Linked DNA regions of Sus scrofa: region 2 is linked to region 1. Evidence: chromatin contacts called from public Hi-C data. All regions are on one chromosome and are shown on one strand. Each heading gives the region's core, a stretch centred on a gene start, on an enhancer-like site or on the middle of the called end of the contact. The rest is flanking DNA. Distances are from core to core; before and after follow the strand shown.

Region 1 (5,438 bases), core at 1,003-3,502:
TGAGCTCAGGAGCTCAGCTCTGCGGCCGGCAGGAGGTGGGAAGGGACTTCACGACCCAGTGACAAAAACCATTGAACTGGGGTGTTCCAGCCTTGCTGCTGTCTCCACCGAACTCAGTTTTCCCCTGTAAATGCCCCTCCCCCATCGCTGCCTTCATATTGAAGGTTTTTTTTGAGTTTTTTTTGTTCTTGGTCTTTTTTTTTTTTTTTTTTTCGTTTTTGTTTTGTTCTTCCACTGTCCTTGTCATAACTTTTTGTGTTAGAGGGGACCTGTTTCATTATCCCTCCTCTGCTCCAGTCGAAACAGGGACCCATCGTTGTGTCTGTTTCCAGAACAGTGCCTTCCTTGGTCGTGCCACAACCCCAAACTTTTCCTGGCCCCACCAAGTACCCCCAAGCTGTGTCCATGAGGGGATGTGGGGGGGGAAGTGGTGGTGGAAACAGAGACAGACACCGGTGCTTGGAGGGGTTCTTAAATTATATTTAAAACAATTGTTTTGTATAAATAAAAGAAAACGGGAAGTGTCCTGGCCCTGGGGGTGACTGGCAGGAGGAGGGTGGGTGTGGTATGGAGGAGCTTTTGAGCTAGGCTGAGAGGGGTTGGAGGTCTGGAGACAGGGCTGTGGGGGGGCTGGGTGCTTGGTTCCCAGCCCCAGGGTGTGTTTGAGGTGATGGGGTGGGGGCAGTGGGAGATGAGTCATTGGCAGCTGCTTCTAACAGCTCCAGCTGGCTCTGCCAAGAGCCCAGGGCACCTCCGGGGTGGGGCTGCCCTCCCTCCCCTGCCCTGGTTCACTTACCCTGGCAGGGTCTCCATGAGGTTGGAGAGACCTTGAGCTCAGGGCCCCACCCTACAGCCCCCTGAAGGAGGTGAGGGGGGAATCTGCTGGGCTGGAGGTCTAGTCAGATGAGGGAGACAGATGTAGGCCAGATGTTGACAGCTGGGGTTGGTTAGAGGCAATGGGGAGGGGCAGGGGCTGGCATGGAGGACTCGGACCCCCCACGTGTACTCATGTACACACACACACACACACAGATGCTGGGCTGGGTCTGGAGGACAATTGGTTAGAGGCAATGGGGGGGGCAGGGGCTGGCATGGAGGACTCGGACCCCCCACGTGTACTCATGTACACACACACACACACACAGATGCTGGGCTGGGTCTGGAGGACAATTCCCCCTTTCAAGATGCTGCCCAGGCAGGTTCTCCCAGTCTCTTGGGAAGGGAGGGGAAACCACCTGAGAATCCTTCCCCAACTTCTCCCTCTGGAACAGGAAGTTGAGGATGCGGTCCATCCCCCTCACAGTCTTTCTCACCATCTCTGGTTTCCTTCTTTGCTGCCAGCCTGCCCTCCTTCAAGGACACCTGCAGGGGCAGGCCTGGACCAGTTCCCTTTGTTGAGCTGCTGCAGCCTTGCCATTTCTGCATCTCAGTTGCCCCCTGCTGTTGGGCTGGGGTTGGTACAGGACCCCAAACCATAACTCCTGTCCCTCCCAGCTGAGGAGGAGGGGTCTGGGTCCTCCTAATGGAAGGAGGAGGTCTCCGAGGATGCGGCCCCAGGCCGCCTCCCTCCCCTGCCAATCAGACGTCAGGCTAGATGAGGTGACCTTAGCTGGGTAAGGGGAGGAACAGTTCAAGGGGGCAGGGCACAGATGAAGGACAGAGGCAGAGGGTCAAAGCCCAGATGAGGGGGCTCAGCGGGGGCAGGCATGCCGTTGGGAGCCTCATGATGCCCACATTTAAGCATGGCCAGCCCAGCTCCAGAAGCCCCTGAGCCTTCCTGCCACACTCAGCCCCAGAGCATAAGCTGCTCCCCTAGCTAAAGGGCAGGGGGGGCCTGGCCAGGGGCAGCCCTCTCGCCTTGGGGCCCTTTCCCCAACCACATTGGGTCTCGCTTCCTTACATGAAGGTGGCTGCTGAAGTCATCCTGGAGGGTAAGCAGAGGAAGGATTCCTTTCTATAATCAGGGTCCTACCTGTTTTGGTGTCCTGTCCCCTGGGGTCCCACATCCTGGGCTGTGGGCCCCTCCCCCGCACCCCCGCCGTTGGCAGCCTTCCTTTTCCTCTTAGAGTCCAAGCAGGGTGTCCCAGCCCCCGTCCCCCAAGCAAGGACCTGCCTGGTGGGAGGCACAAGGCACAGGAGTCAGGGTGGGAATGTTTGCACTCTGGCCTTTGGCAGAGGTGAGCTGGTCATTCCTAATAGGATGGAGCTCAAAACAACAAATCGGCCCTCAGGCCCCACCCTCAGTTACCATAGTAACCCCAAGGCCCTTTTGGTCACAGGCTGGTTCACCCTTTGGAAAAAGCCAGCTTCCCCATCCTTAGCCTCTGCCCAGCAATTCATCTCCTGGTGAGGAATATGAAACCTCTCAGGATCACCTTTCACTGCCCCTTCTGGGAGGCTCCGCGGCCACGTCCTCCAAGACCTAGAATTCCTGAGGGGAAGTCTCCTGCTGTACCCCGAAGCCAGAGTCTCTCCTGCGGTACCCCGAAGCCAGAGGGCAGACGGCCTACCCTCATGTGGCCTCGTCTAAGGGACAGACACCCCTCCCCACCTCAGACCTCCGAGCCCCTCCCCCGGGCGGCCTGTGGCTCTCCCGCCCTGGGCGCCCCCACACCAGTCTCCGTCTTGTTTCTCCCCCTAAGACCCACCTCTCAGACAGACCCTTCCTCCACCAGAATCATGTGGAAATTCACATCTCAAAAATAAATAATTTTATCTCTCCCTTTGTGTGAACACCTCAAAACTAAGCCACTTTGTAGGCCTGCTCTGGAGCACAATCTGAGGAGAAAGCGAGAAAACCTGGATTAGAGGCCGACTCACCTCCCGGTGGCCAAAGTCGTGGCCGCTGGGGCTGGCGCTCACCTGTGCCGGCCCGCTTGCCTCTGTTCTGGCTCTGCGTTCTCTCCCTAGAGGGCCTGGGGGACAGACAGCGCCAGAAGGTGGGCGCCCAACCCCAAGCCTGCTCCTCCGCCGGCCGGCCCTCCCCCTCCCCCTCCGGGACCTCACCTCCTCCTCCTCCTCCTCTTCCTGGAAACTCTGGTCACCGCCGGCACCAGGAGCACTGTGGGCATCAGCATCCCCAAGAGGATGGCCACGCGGTTGGACGCCTCTGGGGTGTGGCGAACAGAAAGAGGGATGTGGGATAGGAAGGGGTGGGGGTGACACTCCCTTCCGGTCCTTGGCTGCCACCCTGGAGGGACGGCATCCCCTAAACCCCTGGGTGGCTGGCTCTCCCTCCAGGAAGCTGCTGCTCCAGGGCTTTCAAGACCTTGGTGCCAGCCTCCTGTTTCTGGACACATGACTCCCATAAGCCATTCAGGGGGACCTTCATCCAGCAGGTCCCCTAGAGTCCAGGGTGTTAGGTCCTCTCCAAGAGCAGCCCTGGAGTCATTTCCATCCATCACCTGCGAGCTTGTGAAAAATGCAGATCTCTGGGCCCCCTCCAGACCTACCGAATCCAAATCTCTTGGGGGTAAGTCCCAGGATGAACAAGTATTATGTATTATTATTATTATTTTTTGTCTTTTTTAGGCCTGCACCTGTGGGACATGGAGGTTCCCAGGCTAGGGGTCAAATCAAAACTGTAGCCACCAGCCTACGCCACAGCCACAGCCACAGCCACGGCCACGCCAGATCCGAGCCCCATCTTCAAACTACACCACGGCTCACAGCAACACTGGATCCTTAACCCACTGAGCGAGGCCAGGGATCAAACCTGCGGCCTCACGGATCTCATCAGATTCATTTCCTCTGAGCCATGACGGGAACTCCGAAATGAACATGTTTAACAAGACACCCCTGTCCCACCCCAATCTTAGGCACAAGGATAAAACTGGAGAACTGCTGGCCCTGAGGCTCATGGGAATTAATAGTTTGCGACAGAGAAAACCAACAAAAGGTACTGGAGAGGCTTAGAGGGACACAAGCGGGAATGAGAGCAGGACGAGACATACAGATCATAAAAGTGGGGAGCTCAGGTTCAGAGACAAGATTCCAGAGTGTGTGGGTAGGAGATGGGCACGAGGACACCGCGATTCCATGAGAATCTTGGTTCTGCTAACCTTTAGTGATAATACATATATATGTGTGTGTTATATTTCATACAGGAACATATGATGTTAATATACTATTATGATCTAGAACAGATTTTATAGGTTAACATAAGGTATCATATACATGGAATAATCCTGCAGCCATTGGTGGTGGGGAAAGGGCTGTGAGGATACAGGGCCTGGGATGGAGTTCTTGCCTGGCTTTTTGGGGGATGGTACACCCCGAGGCTCCGTGCAGAGGTCTCCCCCGTAACCAAGTTCACACTCACAGGTGAAGTGGGTTCCCTGCTCCCGACACCGCCCATCATTCTGACAGGGGTTCTGTAGACATGGGCTGTCTGCAAAGAGGGAGGGGTTTGGGACGGGTTCTGAGAGGACACCCACAGGCAGGGAGAGGAGCCTGCGGGCTGGGGTGCCAGGGAAGAGAGCGGCGGCTGACAGAGGGACTGGCCTGGGGCCGCTGGCCGGGCTTCCAATCCTGGCTCTACACTCACAAGCCCCGGGCTCAGGGGAAACTGCTTACCCTCTCTGGACCCTCTCTGGTGTAAACTTCCTGACATCGATGACGTGGAGTTCCAGGCACAGCAGTGGGAGGGACTGTCCTTGGTCCAGGGTACACCCCCCCCCAGGGTCTGAGGGCAGTCTGAAGCCCAGAGGTGGTCCAGGCTCACCTCGGAAGCAGCCACGAGTGAGGTTCCCCAGGGTGCAGATCTCCCCAGGGCGGCAGCTGAGGGGCTCACACAGCAGGACCCCCGAGCTGGCACAGGTGCAGCGCTGAGAGCAGTTCTCGGTCACGAAGCTGTCACCCTGCTGGAGAGGGAGAAGGGCCGGGAGGCGGGGTCCAGTTCACCTCCCTAGTCTGACTCTCCTTTTGCGCCTCTGCTCCCCAGGGCCTCCCGCTCCCAGCCCGGACCTGGTAGTAGACGCCGTTGTTGGTGCAGCCACAGTGGGCCATGGGAAGGCTCTGGGCACCACTGTAGATGTAACCGGGGAGGCTGGCACAGCCCTCCACACACGGGCCGTCGCAGGCCCGGGGGACTGCCAGGGTGGCACAGGAGGCTGGGCAGGGTGTCATACAGCTCTGATAGACCGTGTTGGCCGGACATGGCAAGGCTGAAGGCACAGAGTCACAGTCAGAAGGTGGCTGCACTGGAGCTGGCCCCACAGGTATGGGTCACCTGACAGAGTACAGAGCTTGGGAGAGGCAGGGAAGGCAGAACAGTGGGCCACTTTGCGTGTCCTTTCATCTGTGACATTAATGCATGAAGAGAAGCAAAGATGGGCATCGGCAAGAAGGAGCGAGACAGAGTGGACAGGTGGGCAGGGAAGGGGTTCGGCCAGGAGGACAAGGGGAGAGTTTAGGGCTGGGGAAACCAAGACAGGACG
Region 2 (4,748 bases), core at 1,202-3,701, 44 kb before region 1:
AGGGGAATGTTGTCCTTTCTCTCCAGCAACCAGTATACAGCTACTTATTTCATCCATGCCTTTTTCTTTATTAGTTTTAGTTCTCCTGCTTCGAGCCTTATTCTTTGGGGCTTGGACACCTAGTTCCCACTCTGGATGGAAGCCCCCTGCTTCCTGCTGCTGACTCCATCTGCCACCACCCCCCGCCAGCCCCCACCACTCACCACATAGCAGCTCTCACAATACGCTCTCCTCTCCACGGCATAGAAATGCTGGCCCCGGAGATGGGCCCGGCACGTAGAACAGACAAAGCAGCCAACGTGAAAGACACGGTCCAGGGCCACAACCCCGGCCCCATCCCCAACCACATCTTCTCCGCAGCCACCACACCGGCCTGGGGACGGGATGGGTCAGGGTCAACCATAGACTGGGAAGCCAGACCCACTGTCTACCTGACCTCCCCCCACCCCCTGCCCGGGGTGTGTGGCGGGGGGCAGCTCACCGAAGTACTCCCCACTGGGCGGGTGGTTCATGTCCTGCACCAGCTTCTTGGTCAGCCTCTCAAGTTCCTCCTCGGGAGGCTGGCTCAGGGGGACCTGGGAGGTGAGAATCAGGGGTTCAATCCTACCTCTCCCTCCCAATACTGTCACCGAGAGTGATCAGGCAATTCCACCCAAAAGCTCACAGGAGAACACCCCAGCCCAGGGGCCAGGGGTGTGCCTCTGGGAGCCAGTGTGCAGATCTAGTCCCCTCCCTCCTTTATTTCCTGACCTGCCCCCCGCCCCCAGGGAATCCAGAGCTTGAAAACTGGAACATCAACCCCCACCCCCACCCCACCCAGTCAGCATCCAACTGTCTTTGAGGACCCCAAATCCCAGGGCCCAGGGCTTACCTGGGGCCCGTACCCGCCTCCTCTTCCTCCCGGAGGGCCGGAGACTCCGGCAGCCTCCTCTTTACCCCCTGGCCCTGGCTCACGGTGGCTCCTGTAGCCAGCCCCCCAGACTTCACCTCGGCCTGGGAGAGGAAAGTGGGGGCCGGGGAGGGGCCCCGAGGCCTGAGGGGCCCCCCGCCTGGGGGGGCCACAGCCTCTCACTGGTTGTGCCACCTTCACTTGCACAGGGAAGGCAGGGCCGGCGGGGGTGCTGGCCGTAGCATAGGAGGCCGGCGTGGGGCCGCCATAGGAGGCCGCTGGGAGTGGTGTGGGAGGAACACTCCCTCCATTCGGCTTCAGGGAGCCAGGGCCTGAGCGGTAGGCAGGGAGCTGATGGGGCTCATAAGCCTGGAGAGAAGCACAGACCAGAAGGCATGAGCTGGGCCCAATCCAGAACACACATCTGTGGAACCCCTGAACCCTGTGTCTGTGGCACCCAGGTAAGCACTGGTTTTGACAAGGGCCCGTCCTTGAGTGGCTGGCAACCTAGTACGTTTTGGTGGCCCAGCTTCCTCCTCGCTGGTGGGTGCATCCCCCATGTGGAGGGAGAAGAGGAGTGAGAATACAGAGCAGGAACCAGGTTGCGGGGGAGGGGTGGGGGACAAGGACAGGGAGGGACAGGAGCGGGGAGTCACCTGCCGGTCAGGCCGCCGTGGGGCGTGACCCCGACCCCCGTCCAACTCAGCCAACATGCTGGTCAGGGAATCTATCTCAGCATCCAGACTTCCTGGGCGCAAGGCCCCCCTGTCCGGGGGGAGCCCCTGGAGATAGAGCAAAAGCAGGGAGAATGCAACTCATATGGCCTCTTCTCCTGCCCTAAGTCCCCCCCACACCCCCTAATCGCGGTGCTCACCTGTGAGCGTTGGGGTGCTCCATGGCACCCCACCCAGGCCAGGCCCGGATCCTCCGGTCCCCCAGGGGCCTGGTAACACTGCTCAGATGGGAGGGGGCAAAAATTGACCCTGGGGTGGGACTGGAGTGCTGGGGTGAGGGAAGAGAGAGCCAAGGTGGGGATGGGGAAGGAGAGGAGGGTGACACTTGTGGAGGCCACCGGTCTTGGGTCCCTCTTCACCCCTCTCCCCCCGCATCTGGGGTCCGAGAATGGGGCAGGAGGCAGTGAGGGCTGGGAGAGGGCGAGGGCGGGGGCGCGGCGGGTTCCAGCCGGGCTTGGGGAAGGGGCGACAGGGGCAGGCTCAGCGGGAGGCAAGAGCAGCAGGGCAGAGTTGAGTGTTGGTGGCCCGGTGGCCTCCGCACCGCACTGGGGCTGCCTTACCTGCTCCGTGGGCTGGCGGCGGCCCGGAGGCGCCTCGGGGGAGCGCTCTCCCCTGAGGGGCTCTGGCGGGCTCCGGCTGCTTCGGGGGGAGCCAGGTGGGCCCGGACATGGTCTGGAATGGGGGACTCCAGACAGCGGTCAGGGCCCCACGGAGCCCAGGGCTCTGACTTTGACCCCTTCTTCCCCCCGACACCTCGCTTGGGACTCCAGGACAGAAACTTTTTCTGGCTTTTTTTTTTCCCCTTCCTCCCCAATTTTGGGGACGGCCACGCCCCCGATGACGTCATCGCATTCCTGGGGGAGGGTCACGTGGCCCCCTAGGCCCTAAACTGCCGTCCCTCCCCTAGTCGGCCCCCTCCTGCGAGCCGGGGCGGCTTTCCTCCAGAGCGTGGGCCCGGGGGGTGGGGGTGGGAGGCTCAGGCAGCCTCCTTTAACACGGGGCTCTTGTGCCCCAAGTCCGCACGTGGCCCCCTTGCGCTGGGATGCTCCAGTGCCCCTCCCCGCATACAGATTCGTCCCGCATTCTGTCCCCCCTACCGGCTCCCTCCAGAAACGCTCGGCCAGCACCTAGTGTTTTGGTCTTTTATTCACATTCAGCAGTTAGAAAAATAAAACGGAACAAAAACATCACAACCTCAAGGGTGAGGAGTCTACTGGGCAAGGGGCGGGGAGACTGAGGTAGCCTAGAGTCACAAGCGGAGACCCAGCCCCGTCAAGGCACCAGTGAAGGGAGGGAGGCCAGCGTGGGGGAGGGCTGCTGACTTCTCGCCAGTGGTGGCCGCCGGCTCAGCTGCCCTGGGCACAGCGAGGACCCTCTCCCAAAGACCAGGTTCCCCTAATACCTCCACCAGGGTCCGAGTCCCAAGTACAAGGAGGGCAAGAGGCAGCACCTCCCCTCCTCAACCCGCCAAGCAAAGTGGGCCACTCGACCTGGACACTCTCTACTAGGAACCGGCATCAGAGATCAGTGCAAGTGACAGGGGTGATGCCATGAATGAGCAGCGTGGGGCCCAGGTCATGGCTCAGAATTTCCAGCAGCGCCAGGTAGCGAGGGTAGCGAGAGGGATCAGCAGGCGGCCGAGGCAGGTACAAGAACGTGAGGGCGGTGGTGGGCCCTTCCTCGCCATCCCCACCCTCAGGCCCACCAGGCCCTCCTCCTCTGCCGCGCCCCTGCTGGGCCCGAACCAGGGCGTTGGCGCTGCGTGCCAGGGCCTCTGCCTCTGCGTCTCCGCGCCTGCCATTCACAAAGTCCCCCTCCTCCTCCTCCTCAGGCTCCTCGGACCCAGCCCCCTCACCCCACACAACCTCCTGCACCTCTGCCCGGATCCTCAGCTGGCTCAGCAGTGCCCGGAGCCGCCCCTCGGCTGCCCCTGGGGCCTCCCGAGGCCCCAGGCACAAGAAGATCCGGAGGCGGGCAGTGTGCCAAGCAGGCACCATGCCCAAGATGGTGGCCATCTGCAGCAGGAAGAGGCCGCAGACGTCCACGTAGCCAGGTCCACCCCGGGGCCGCAGCAGGTTGAGGGGCCACACGTCCACATGATGTGGCTGAGAGGTACCCCCGGAACCCCGGCTCAGTCGCTCAGGGGGCAGGGCCCCACAAGCCCGGGCAAGAACCACATTCTTATTCATCTTCAGGGCGTCTGCCACAGTGGCCACATAGTCCTGGGGACTGAGAGCCCGGGGGCTCCCAGGAGCCCGGGGTGGAGGGAACAGGGTGCTCAGGGCTGGGGACCCGCCCTCCTGGGTGGCATCAGCAGGCTCAGAGAAAGCTGGATCTGTCAGGAAGTGGTCCTGGGGCGCAGCATCATCGTAGAAACCCAGGACCAGTGTGTTGGGCTTCATGCCACCTGGGGGCAGAGAGGGATAGGCAGGAAGGAGCCCCAAGGAATCAGTCACAGGCTGAGTTCACACCATACTAACAGGCACCCACTCCCACCCTCTGGCAGCGACGTGTCAGCCAGCAGGTATGACATTTGCACAGTGCTTGGCCTCTTAAGGCAACATTATGCACATTTGCGTAATGACTTTGAGTTTTCCCAAACACTTTCACAGGCATTTATCTTCATGACTAATCTCCCCCACTTAAATTGACAGAGTTCGCCTTAGGATTCTTTTAACTAAGGAGCACTTCCAGGCGTCATGAGGCAGTAGGATGCATTTCACTCCAGGCTTTAAGCTGCACACCTTTTTTGTGATGGGAGATGAGAGTCTGACTCCACCGGACAGAAGGGACCCCCTGATTAGTCAAGCTCATGGCCTAGATCCCCAGGGAGACAGCGCTCAGACCCTGCTAGGGGAGGATGAAGCTCGGCACTGGGGCTGCACGATCTGTTTCTATGATAGAAAAGCCCTAATGATGACGTGTCCAAAGCACGGTCCCCTGAGAGCAAACCTCTGCATGCTAATCGGGGGCCCCATCCTGTAGAAAACATTTTGTGTTTTAACTCATCTGATCCTTGAAACAACGCTATGAGGTAGGGACTATTACTCACTCCCCTTTATGGATAAGGCACCTGAGCCCCAGAGCGGTGAGGTCACTTGCCCAAAGGCTCACAGCTGGCAGAC

The links. A called contact is a pair of places that touch in the nucleus more often than the background predicts.
Region 2: a contact with region 1 is called in a Hi-C map of epiblast stem cells, with 1.7 times the contacts expected there. The contact joins the promoter of TRIP6 here to the enhancer-like site in region 1. A contact is called at or near these places in 1 of 5 promoter capture datasets (liver), 14 of 47 Hi-C or Micro-C datasets (alveolar macrophages, embryonic fibroblasts, epiblast stem cells and 6 more) and 2 of 2 datasets of contacts at active chromatin or transcription factors (alveolar macrophages and skeletal muscle).

What each region holds. Positions count from the first base shown.
Region 1 is chr3:8,666,140-8,671,577 of Sscrofa11.1, reverse strand. It overlaps ZAN (zonadhesin), which reads right to left. Exons shown (of 41, transcript NM_214383.1): 36 at 4,966-5,165; 37 at 4,724-4,862; 38 at 4,250-4,390; 39 at 3,007-3,109; 40 at 2,863-2,915; 41 at 2,697-2,778. The coding sequence ends at 2,744. It overlaps EPHB4 (ephrin type-B receptor 4), which reads left to right. Exons shown (of 17, transcript XM_003124371.5): 17 at 1-526. Among named protein-coding and RNA genes, the nearest start is that of EPHB4, 21 kb to the left of the region's middle. Within about 2 kb of position 2,252, at least 14 of the 83 cell types and tissues checked have an H3K27ac peak or open chromatin away from gene starts, as enhancers often do. A contact at or near this core is called in alveolar macrophages, epiblast stem cells and retroperitoneal adipose tissue, where this site is marked.
Region 2 is chr3:8,710,924-8,715,671 of Sscrofa11.1, reverse strand. TRIP6 (thyroid receptor-interacting protein 6) reads right to left here and starts at 2,451. Exons shown (of 9, transcript XM_003354478.4): 1 at 2,184-2,451; 2 at 1,764-1,891; 3 at 1,546-1,671; 4 at 872-1,258; 5 at 482-575; 6 at 204-373. The coding sequence starts at 2,292. SLC12A9 (solute carrier family 12 member 9) reads right to left here. Exons shown (of 14, transcript XM_003354477.4): 14 at 2,768-4,030. The coding sequence ends at 3,141.